Regions from separate parts of the Drosophila melanogaster genome. Here all the other regions are linked to region 1. Evidence: chromatin contacts called from public HiChIP or PLAC-seq data. All regions are on one chromosome and are shown on one strand. Each heading gives the region's core, a stretch centred on a gene start, on an enhancer-like site or on the middle of the called end of the contact. The rest is flanking DNA. Distances are from core to core; before and after follow the strand shown.

Region 1 (3,958 bases), core at 1,086-3,585:
GCATATCCATATGTCATTGCCACTATACATAATATATATAATATACATTCAAAACATATCATAATATCATCATAACATCAAATATACATACAAAAAACAATTAAAAAAGCTGTGGATCAGTTCAATGCTTCTATTTTTAGCCCATGTACAGTTATTTTTTTCACATCTTCTTTAGTTTGCTTCTGTATAGATGTAGAATCACGACAAATACCGTTATGTTCGTTTCTGAGTACAAAAACAGCAGCAATAAGCGATCAAAGTTGACAATTGAAAAAAGCACGTTGCGTAAATACTTTTGGTCACCTCCGTATAATATAAAAGACATTAAGAACGTCACAACAAATCTGATTGCGATATGGGAAATTACTGTGAAACCAAGACAAAATATCTAGAGGAAAAATTTGCGGAAAACACAAGCCAGCGGTCGACGCAGAAAAAACACGTTACCGCACATGTAGATCAATAAGGTGTTGACTTCAGTATAGTAAAAGTTTTCAACCAGCTTAAAATGAATATTAAAATATTGTTTTATACCAAAAGTGATTTAAACTCGTTATGGAAGTCTGCCTCTGCAACCATCCGTACAACGTCTGGAGCAATGAGTTCTAGAAGAGGAAGATTATGCCAGTGCCGCTTACACAAAATGATATAAAATTTCTGGTGTGGCCGTTAGAGAGGAAGTGGCTTAAATGTTTTTTATATACCGATAGAAATTTCGATTGATTTACCGAAAACATTTTTGGGACACCCACATTGAGAACCCGCAAAATACTGTCAAAACATCGTTTTTGTCACTTTTTGTGGTGATTTTTTAAAGTTTTTTGTAAAGTTTAAAACTTTATATTCTTCGAAATTCTATAACTTTTAATACACAACACAGTTCCATTAAAATAAACACTTTAAAATTATTGGCAACAATATTAATACATTTTTATTTTGCAAATTTAAAATAACTAATGAAACAATCCCATTTGAGAAGAGCGTTGGCATGACCTTACGGACGATACACCCTGCTCCCATAACATCCTAATCCCTTTTCGAGCCGGCAGGTGGTGCATTTGCAGAGACGCCAAGAGCCTGGCGTGGTCAGAAGGACAGTGGAATCATTGGTCGGTAAAGGCGGTTCTGGGAAGAGCGTTGGCCTGACCTAATGGATGATCACTGACGTCTTCCTAGTTTTAAAGCGAACGGTCTTGTTTTTTCTCCGTTGTGAATTTACATTTGTGTTTGTTTAACCAGCGAAGGTCTTTATTACTAGTTTAAACAAATTAACTAATTCTTTTGCTTTTCTGCATTAGATAGTGAAAGGAAAAGTTTAGATAGTGCATCATAGAAACTGTGGGTGCCTTCCACTCTTAGAGATGGCACAGAAACCTGAACCGTATGATCACTTTGGGCCGCGTATGATCACTCAAATCCGTTCGTACAAATCTAGATGAACTACGTGTAAAGCCACTAAAGGTGCAAACGTAATCCTTAGGCCACCCACGGGCAGGCCAATGACGTCGGACAGGCCATTTCAAAAATTGTATATGGACTTTTTAGGTCTAAGGAGAAGAATACCGGGTTATTTATCATAGCCGATCACCTTTCAAAGTTTTATCTGTTGCAGTTATTGAAGAAATTTACGTCTGACAAAATCCTAGATTTCCTAGTGAAGCACGTATTTTAAACCTTCGGCGAGGCACCCCTAGGCGATCCTAACGAACAACCGTTCACAGATTAAGTCGGCTCAGTTTAATGCTTTTCTGACACGTTTCTGCTTTTCACATATGGGTACGGCGATCTTCTCTTAATTAGCGAATGAAAATTATTAATGAATCACCTGCTTCTCGAGATGCGACTCCCGAGCAATTAACTGACTTATCAAATTAACTCAGACAAATTGCGCGTTCCGCCTGTCCCACTAAATACAACGCCTGGCGAGAAGAAATAGTTCGGCCAAGAGAATCGATCTAGTGAACCTGAACAAAAGACAGCCCCATTCATTGGAATTTTGAGCAGATCAGTAAACGAAGTCTATTTTTTTTAATTTACTTTGTTTGTTTATGTTATTGTCAATGTGTATTTACGATATCACATATATATATATCGACAGCTCAGAGCATCTCTAGAAGTGCACGACCTCTATATGCAGCCAAAGAATAATTTCTTGCAGGTTGAAATAACAGCAGCAGAACAATTAAGTACCAATTTGGTCTAGGCCAAATAGAGGCCACGGTAGTGTACAGCGTTGAGACCATCTTCTAATCAACGCTAATCGACAGCATATCAGTGTGACTAGCAAAACGTCGAACTTGTCAGTTAATCCGGAAAAAGTGCCAAACATAATCCAGAGTTGGCGAATTAAATTGGATGGCGCACGTGATGGCCTTCAGACCGAAGAATTCCTTTACCTTATCCCTAGCCCAACAAAACCTTAACGGAGACCGACAGATCCTGTGTGACCATTTACACTTCTTCTTTAAAGAAAACGCTAATGAATGGTATGAAAAGCTCTTTCGTCCCTAGGCCATTGCGGAGCTAAGAATGTAATTAAACCTCAATGCCAGACTTGTAAGCTCGCAAAAACCGGAGGAAGGATGCATCAGCCAACACCCAGTTGCCGCATCCGAAACATTAGATGTATAAGGAGACAAAAAGTCTGGGTCAAGACACTCAGTTATAGGCCACAGCAGTTCAGACGAGAAAGGAAACGCGGTTGCACACAAAACATGTCAGAATATGCCAACTCCGTAAAAAGAAGCTACAAGCCGAATATTCGGATGGCTACGACTATAAACACAAGAGATCAACCTCGCGAGCCAGAATGTGTTGGTAAAGAGTTTGCGACAGTCATAAGCGCTTAATATCGGCTATATTTTTTAACAGAGACAGCCGAATGTATACGGGATATTGTAAATGAGGATCAGTCATATGCCGCGTTATTAGTCTTAAGCGCTTCAGTAAAAAAGTAATCACCCTCAATTATGTAATTGTGTCGGACACATCAGTACCACAAATAACTCGGAATGTTTGGTCAAGGGGAGATTAATCGTAGAAATTAAATATGACTCATAATAAACCGTAACGTTCTTTATCATTCCTGATCTAAAACATCTCACTCAGCTAAATTATTGATAGCATCGGAGACTGACATTACGACCAAAAACTACGAACTATCTACCGATCAGCAAAACACACTTAGCAAAGTCAAAAGCAAAATCACATCATACGAATAAGAAGGCTTTGGACGTACGCGTATTATAAAGCACAGCATAGGTTCCAGGCCAATCAAACAAAGCGTCATGCGCAACAAAGTAATGTGCTCAAAACCCACTGAATGTATGTGACACACAGACCATAGAAAAAGTATTGTTGGTGATCATTCGGGTCGTTCAGTATTTCAGACCACATTTGTTCGACAGGAAGTTTACTTTCCTGACTCCCAAAATGTCATGGCCGACGAATTAAGCAGGGCAGACGCTAACTTGAAGCACAACGAAACGGTTCCCGAACATGCCCCAAATCTACCCAAATCCGACAAGCCATCAACGATTTTAACGATCAACTCATCCTAAAAGTTTCCTAAGACAAAAGGTACCAATTACGCTTTATGTATAAAGTATAAAAAATTAAAAAAGAGTACTACAAACCCCTATTTTACTGCAATGATTGTCCAAACATACTCAAACAAACATTGAAACCTAATAAGACATGATCCGTCCTCGCCGACGAAACCGCTTGAACAAAACCAGTACTATTGTAAAACAAGTATAAGCCAACCCAAAAATCAAATTACTTACTTATTCTTCCTTAATTATTCATCCTTAATTTGCCAAGAACAAGATTAAATCATCTCTCACAATAATAACAATCACCTTTCTCCACTTAAAACGCGAATACTTTTATATAATCCATATCGACATTAACTGTATCGATAGCACCTTTAATCTGACTTTAATCGACATACTCTTTA
Region 2 (3,958 bases), core at 909-3,408, 250 kb after region 1:
ATAAAATATCCAAATTCATATTGATTCTAGAGGCATATTGCATTGTATGTAAAAGATGGTGTTCTGCGTTAACTGTTTTAAACATTCTATCTTTATAGGAATTCAAAAAATGATTAATTATCTGCTGCTCCCTATTGATGTGTTCCGTTATATTGTCAAATCTGTTCAGAATGTCATTATTGATCCCCTCCTGCTTGTTTACATTTAATGTAAGGTCTTTCTGATTCTCCGAAATTGTCTTTAAACTGTCTTGAATTCTGCGTCCATCTGAGTCATCTAGATTCCCTGTTACGATTTTAATCACATTTCCCAAACCATTAATTAATCCCCTTTTCTGTCTCCTCATCGGCAGCAATTTTTCCATCCTGGCCTGCAACTGTCCCACCTTTGTTGACAAACTTTCAATTGCATACTCCGATTGTATATTTCTCTCCAGCTTGTTAATAGCCCGCTGGAAGTTGACCGTACCATCGATGAACTCCTGGAGATTAATTCTGTGGATCAAGAATTTATGGGACTGAACGACTCTTGCTTGTCCCAGGTTAATTTTTAGTAGGGTATCATTCCCTAAATTCTGGACTTTTAAGTCCTGGGCTGCGATGGAAGTGAACCTATCTGATTGTGGATCTCCGTGGACTCCGTTGGACTGAACCTAAATGGTCTACAAAATATGGGTCTTTCGTCCGTCGTCCCTATTTCGTGTTTCACCTGATTGGTAAATGAGAGTTTATCTAGGTTTGTAAATCTTCTGCATAATCGATACAGTTGTATCGAAAAAAAAATTGTTGTGATGAAAAAATCGTCACCGAGACGAATGTGTTCACACAAAAAGGGCCCCTCCTTGACACTAACTGGAACCTTGATTAAGGATTTAGATTCCTTCTTAATTTCCCTCAAGGGCAGAATTGTATTGGGCAACGTGAAAGTCAATTGTGCGATATCGATTATAGCTGGCAACTGGGTTAGAATATTCAAGCCTATTAATCCATCGAAAAATTGGTGAAAGTCAAACATTAGAAAAGGGAATTCTCTCTCTTGCTCGAAAATTGGTAATATTGCCATCTGTGAAATTGGGTGTTCTTGTAAAACTGTATTAATAGAAATGGGTTTTTCCAAAGCGATCTTTGCTATATCTGGTACAAATTTAGGGGTGATAAAAGAGCCTTGAGCCCCCGTATCTACCAGGAATTTTAAGTTGCTATTGTTTTGAAACGACAGAATTAAATACGGCAAGTTAGCGTCCAACTGAAATTTACTCAAGAATCCTGTTTGTTTTTCGAGGCTCCTGCCCGAAAATTTTCGTCCTCTTCGAAGTTATGTGCAGAATCAGTATCGTTTGTCTTGGTGTTTGTCTCAATGTTAAACAGTCTTTGTCCGTTTGTACTTGGCCTGTTCACATTAGCGTTCTTCTTTGCCGCAGCGTTTGATGTACTCGGCGTATCATCGCTTGGCAAAATGGCTGGATATCTAGAGTTCCTGTTGTTGTTCTCGTATGTATTACGGCTGTAGCGATTATTGTCCCTGTTCTGGTATTGGTAACGATCCCTACTTTGGTACTGGTTATAGGCCCTGTTTTGGAAGTGATCCCGGTCCCTATTTTGGTATTGATTGTAATTTGGGCGAAAACGATCGTTCTGCCTCATTGGCTGCCTTTGTTGACTGTACGCCGAACTTTCAGAAAAATACAGGTTCCTCTCTTTGATGGCTACGTCATACGCTTCTTCGAGGTCTTGCGGCCTCCAGGCTCTGACTATACCCCCGAGGTTTCCCAGCAGTCCCCCAACGAATGTCGTGAGGACTGTTTGCGACACGACCCTCATTGATGCCACCAATTCAACAGGATTTATGCCCATATTGGCGGTTAGAGGCGGCGATGAGGTAGTACTCGAATCCATATTTGAACTAGCGGACGGAACTCTTGGTCTTAATGACAATGAACTATCCTGTACCTCTTTCTCGCTAACAACCTTCCTTTTACTGACTGCTCTAGTGGTAATTTGGGTGGGCTTACTTAGATTTGTAACTTTACTTATGTTAGGCATTAAGTCCACTTTTATTATATCTTTTAAGAAAAGCACGCTCACATGTGACTCAATCTGAATTCTAAAAAATGTACTTATTTTACTTAGGTACTAAGATGTGTAGAATTTGTATATAAGGTGGTGGTTGAGGCTCTCAGGTGTTGTGTTCTTGATTTCTACCTGTGAAGGTATAAAATTCGCAATTGTCAATACTTTAGGCAAGTTAGTGTATATTTGTATTTCCTTCTTTATTATTTAACGCAACATAATGAAAAAACATCTTTATTAAAAAATGACCAATCTACCTTCATACTGTTGGAAGTTCCTTCCTTAAGGACTACGACATGGGAGTGCCCTTACACTTTGAGCAGTCCTCTGCAGAATACGCGATGGGACTTACAGAGGCTAACTCTATGTATTTATCTTTGCTCTTTTTACATTCCTTTATTTTCTTTCTCTTTTTTATAGCAACTCGCAACAAAAATATTGCGATAACCTACAGAACACACGATGGGACTGTAGAGTTATTCCTCCAATATTTTTCATTTTTCTTCCTTTTTCTTTTTCATTTAACATTGACATTCAAAACAAAAAAATATTGCACAATCTGCCGAACACGCGATGGGACTGCAGATATGTTTCAGCAATAACTTTACTTTTCTCTTTATTCTTTTTTTTTTTTTCTTTGTTTCTTTTCTTTCTTTATTACTTCATACCAACATGTACCTTTACCGCGCTCTGCAGAACACACGATGGGACTGCAGAGGCTATTCCTGACCTATCTCATTTTATTTACTTTTCTTTGTGACACAACAAAAACAAATTGGCCGTACTCTGCAGAACCGCGATGGGACGGCAGAGCACTGCCAATTACTATGTCCAAACAGCACAATTAAAACAAAAGGGAACGAACAAATTTCTGACTCAAATTCAGTCTACCAGCTATATAAAAAAATCATTTGGCCAAACTTCTTTCGTATTCTTCAACACCCCTGTTATTTATCTAAATTATTTTATTTAATTTTTTTTTTTTTTTGTTTTTTTTTTTATTTGTTTTTCCTTTATTCTTCTTTTCTTTTTTTGATCATATTGTCACCAAATTCCCACTTGTCTCGCCAAATAATTCCTTTTCTATTGCTGTCCCCTAATCACTTTTATCACAACACCACACGATACTTAACTTGCTCTTCTTCACTCTTTTGCTTCCCATGTCGCACCTTCTTATTTCTCTTCTTTCTGTATTACTTTATACTCCGAACTTTTCAATTTACAAAATTTTACTACTCACAGATAACCATCACTAGTGTACATATGTGTATGCTTACAATAACATCATTAAAAAGCGATCCATTCCGGTTCGTAGTCGTCGGCTGCGCCAGTTAAGATTCAGGATTCTATGTCCTGAATGTAGTTGGTGGTTCTGAGAGTTTGGTGTGGGTTTGGTCCGAAGTTCCAAGTTTGGGTTTTTAGAGAAGAAGGCGTGATACTTGTTCGAATGACAAAATCAATCTGATCTTTATTTGCAGCGGTGGTCACAACGAGACCTCCGCTGAGAAAAGTACATAGGAAATACATAGTGCCTTAATACTACATGTGTAAGTGTTATAGCTAAATGCTGCGTCGCACACTCTTATGTGGGTGAGTCGGATTGCCGAAAATATGGAGTGCTGTGTGGTCTATTCTTGAGTGGGTCAATTCTTGCTGATGTCGTGCTCCTATCACCCAGTCCGGAGGAGTGGGGGTTTCCTGTGATTCTATGTGATTTGTGTAGTAGTTTAAACAAATATATAAAGTATTTTGCAATTTTCTTCTTAGTGTTTTGTTTACCCTCCCTTTTGTGCGTTGTTCGCAGTGCTGTTTGGTGTTGTTTTTTGCATGCACAGAAACTGCACTGTGCACCCATTCTCTCGCTCTCACTCGCTCCTTCGCTCTCCAAC
Region 3 (3,958 bases), core at 596-3,095, 150 kb after region 1:
GGTTAACTGTGCTACCAATAAAGTGGAGCTGTTACCCATAGTCTGGGCACTAGACAAGTTGCGACACTAACTTTATGCGGTCAAAGAATTAAACATCTTTACCGAGCACCAACCCTTGACATTTGCAGTGCCGGAATCCAACCCGAACACCAAGAACTCACGCACGAATTTTTTACAAGCCCGGAAAAAATAATCTCGTTGCCGATGCCCTCTCCCTCAATGCTGTTAGAAACCACGAACCAGAGTCATGCGCGGCCACGCTTCACAGCGAACTTTCGCTTACACATAATATCGAGTCCAGGGACAAACCCGTGAATTGCTTCCAGAAGCAAATATTTTTAGAAGAGGCGCGCTCCCCATGGAAACGCACCTTTACACTTTTTGGGAATAAGAGGCGTCACTCGAACAATTTCTCGTGCAAACAGACTTTGCTAGAGGAACTTGCTAACACCATTATTCCTAATGGTGTAAAAGCCTTCCACTGTGATCTTCACACACGGGCATTAATCCAAGACGATGTGGTTCGACAGTTTCCGGCCACAAAGTTCTGGCATTGTAAAAACAGGGTCACCGACACTTACGCGGTCGCCGAAAGAAGAGAAATCTTCACCACCGAACAGCATCGGCGTCAGCATCCCGAATGCACCGCCCCTCCATAGCGTCTCAAACGGACAGGTGGAGCGCTTCCACAGCACGTTAATCGAAATCGCTAGATGTCTAAAAATGGACAAAGGCATAAGTGACACGGCGAAGTTAATCTTGCTGACCGCAGCCAGATATAACAAGTCCATCACCCCTGTTATTAACAGGAAACCGGCCGAGTTCATGCTGGCAGATCGGGATGATCCGCAAAGTGATGTCCAGGAAAAAATCAAAAACGCCCAAAATTTGGCAAGAAACCGAAAAAAAGTTTCTCGGCGGAACAGATTGCTCCAGGTCGGTGATAAGGTCCTAGTAAAGTCAAACAGACGACTAGGCAACAAACTCACTCCCTTATGTGAGGAGAGGACCATCGGGGCGGTGGTGGTGGTCCGAAAAGACAACCTCAAGTAACCCAAGCAGGACGTTGCGATTCCCTCGAGGTTTTTATTTTCTATTATTTGTAGGTACTCGGCATAAGTTTTCAGTTACCTTTTTATTATTTATAGCCACTTGGCATAAGTTTTTATTATTTTTCATTACCCTTAGCCACTTGGCATAGTTTTCATTATTCATAACCGCTCGGCATCAATTTTTTATATCTATTGGTGGTGGGCAACTTTAGTTCGAACATGTTTTAATCAACCACAAATTTTATAGGCTGTTTCCAACGCTTCTGCTCTGTCTCCTAGCCGTGACATCGGCCTATCAAGCCTCTCTGAGTATAGTCGAGTTCTTGACGAAACTGCGTTGAAGGTTGTCGAAGGAACACCTGACGCCGAAGAATTTGAGAAGATAAGGTTCAATGAAGCACGGCTCATTAATGCACACAGTAGTCAAATTGAAATTAATACTAAAACACAGGTTCGAATTAACGAACTTATTTACACAGTTAATCAGATTCTAAAGGTCTCAAAAAATGCACAAATTGATACACGCCACCTTTACGAAATGCTATTGACAGAACCTTATTTTGACAATCACACTCGCAAAGATTAACATTGATAGTCAAACTTCCTGGACCATGCAGACTTGGAGAATGTTTTGGGCGAGGAGCCCATCAACACCCCCATTAGGGAAATTTTGTCCGGTGCGTCCGTTAAAGTTTTACAATCCCTTAACATTCTGCATTTTATAATAAAATTCCCCAAGATCATTATTGCGTGTAAGAAAATCACCGTCCTTTCAGTGGTACACCATGATACGGTGTTGAGGTTAGAGGATTATGTGGTGGCGGAGTGCAACGGAGAAATCCCGGGGCGACGTTCTGCCAGTTATCTATGGTGAGCTCGTGTGCCCAAGAACTCCACGCTGGGCATAGCACATTGCAATACACAGCAGAGCGACATGCATCCTATCACCTACGTCGACAAAGGGATAATCGTCATCAACGATAGACCAGCACTCATTCACATTGGAGGCACGCACTTAATATGCTATGGTCAATGAGAACATCTTCAAAAATCACGACATGGTGCAGAAAAGATCACCGGGAGTAGCTAACTCCCCTGTCCTGAATATCTCGATGAAACAAGAGATCCTGAGCCTCCCATATCTACAACGCTCGAGTGAAAATAATTTGGAGCAGATTAAGAAATTCGAAGCGCTAATTGCGGAAGCAATTTAATGCGCTCTTATCTGCTTCGGCCTAACCTGTCTGCGAGCCACTAGGGCCAAAAGATCTGCAGCCCAACTGAAGGAAGTTCTCACCCAAATAGGGTCGGCCGAGGGCGGCCTTAATCTTGAAGTGGGAGTAGTTAACTGAGTTAACCGGACCGATCGTCCGCGCTCTAGCACCGGTCAAATTGCTGACCAAGCATATTGTTATTTTTTTTTTTTTTTATATTTATATCTTTATATTAATAAAGAGCACAGCTCGTAGAACCGACTCCGGCAAATCTGTCATTATTGATTTAAACTACCATATCTATCTGAGTCTCTAGGCCAGTAGCCATAAGGAAGACAGTCATCTCCCCAACCTAATCACCGTAAGTGATGTTAATAGCCCTCCGCCACCGTACGGGGGTTATCAGAAGATTAGCAGCCAACTGGCAATATCTCTGTGACTGCAGCGAGGGATCCCCCCTGCAACGCCATGACTTTATTAATTTATATACCAAATACGGTCGGAAAGGCATCATATACCTTGTAAAATTAACTCATCGAAATACACAACCATTCTTTTAACTTATGTATTCCATTAATCTATCTATCTACAGATTAATAACAACTTAACCTATCTATTGTGGTGTATTTATATATATATATAAGTTAACACTGCTAATAAAACTTAAGTCGATAAAAGTCCGGGGTTGTTACCCTAACATTTTATATGCAGATTTAGCATAAACATCTGTTGGGGCCGTGTCTGGTTCCCAATGGTCTTCCCAGTATGGGGAAGTATGCTGTTTCTGCTCGTGTCAGCACTTTGCTGGGCGAGCGGTCGGCTTGCTGGGCGAGCGGTCAGCTTGCCGGCTTTAAAAAATAGCTTTTTTAAAATAGAATAAGTTCAGTTTGATTTCAATTATAATAAAGAGCACTCGCTCAAGAATTCTACTCCAGCGAAAGCTGCATTTTTAATATTGGTTGGCTAGCCTTAAGATCAAGGAATTGGCCAGAGTAAAAGCAAGCTTATCAACTGTTCAGCGTACAAAGAAATTCAGAACACGTGAAGCGTCTAAAAATCTAGGAAAACCCCCCCCTTGAATGTAATATGCACGGAAAAATGATTTCAATTCGCGAAGGAAAACATGACGTGGAATGTCCAATCTGAAACTCGTCTAAATGATTGCCGTTCAGATGTCTTTACTGATGAAAAACGTTTTAATTTAGATGGCCTTGATGGATTTCAATATTATTATCACGATTTGCGGAGAGATGAGCTATGTTTAAGTCGCCACCATAGCCGAGAAGGGGGAATAATGGTGTGGGGTGCTATCACATTTTATGGAACAATTGACTTGATTTTTATCGATCAAAAGATGAACGGTGATAGCTTCCAAACATTGTTGGAGTCCGTATTTCCAACATTAAAAGATCTCTTTGGACCAATTCCTTGAATTTTTCAACAAGACAATACTCCTATTCATAATTCTCGAGTAGTAAAATCTTTTATTTCGAGTCAAAACCTTAATATGACCTGGCTACCATATTCTCAAGATCTTAACGTAATTAAGAATGCTTGGGGCTGGCTAACACGGAAAGTATACGAAGGAGGAAAGCAATACGAAGACAAGGAGGCGTTACCTGCAGCTATTAAACGTGCTTGGAGCGAGATTTCCTCGAGCTACATAGATTACTTGTATCATTCCATGAAGGA

What was found. HiChIP or PLAC-seq counts read pairs in DNA pulled down with a chosen protein or histone mark.
Region 2: a contact with region 1 is called in a Pc HiChIP or PLAC-seq map of the Kc167 cell line, with 4 times the contacts expected there. The contact joins two enhancer-like sites.
Region 3: a contact with region 1 is called in a Pc HiChIP or PLAC-seq map of the Kc167 cell line, with 2.3 times the contacts expected there. The contact joins two enhancer-like sites. A contact is called at or near these places in 2 of 6 datasets of contacts at active chromatin or transcription factors (both in the Kc167 cell line).

Annotation. Positions count from the first base shown.
Region 1 is chr3R:1,021,013-1,024,970 of dm6, reverse strand. All of the region lies in intron 5 of Myo81F (Myosin 81F), which reads right to left. Among named protein-coding and RNA genes, the nearest start is that of lncRNA:CR46123, 340 kb to the left of the region's middle. Within about 2 kb of position 2,335, at least 1 of the 39 cell types and tissues checked has an H3K27ac peak or open chromatin away from gene starts, as enhancers often do. A contact at or near this core is called in the Kc167 cell line, where this site is marked.
Region 2 is chr3R:771,526-775,483 of dm6, reverse strand. All of the region lies in intron 1 of Myo81F (Myosin 81F), which reads right to left. Among named protein-coding and RNA genes, the nearest start is that of Myo81F, 210 kb to the right of the region's middle. Within about 2 kb of position 2,158, at least 1 of the 39 cell types and tissues checked has an H3K27ac peak or open chromatin away from gene starts, as enhancers often do. A contact at or near this core is called in the Kc167 cell line, where this site is marked.
Region 3 is chr3R:870,003-873,960 of dm6, reverse strand. All of the region lies in intron 3 of Myo81F (Myosin 81F), which reads right to left. Among named protein-coding and RNA genes, the nearest start is that of Myo81F, 300 kb to the right of the region's middle. Within about 2 kb of position 1,845, at least 1 of the 39 cell types and tissues checked has an H3K27ac peak or open chromatin away from gene starts, as enhancers often do. A contact at or near this core is called in the Kc167 cell line, where this site is marked.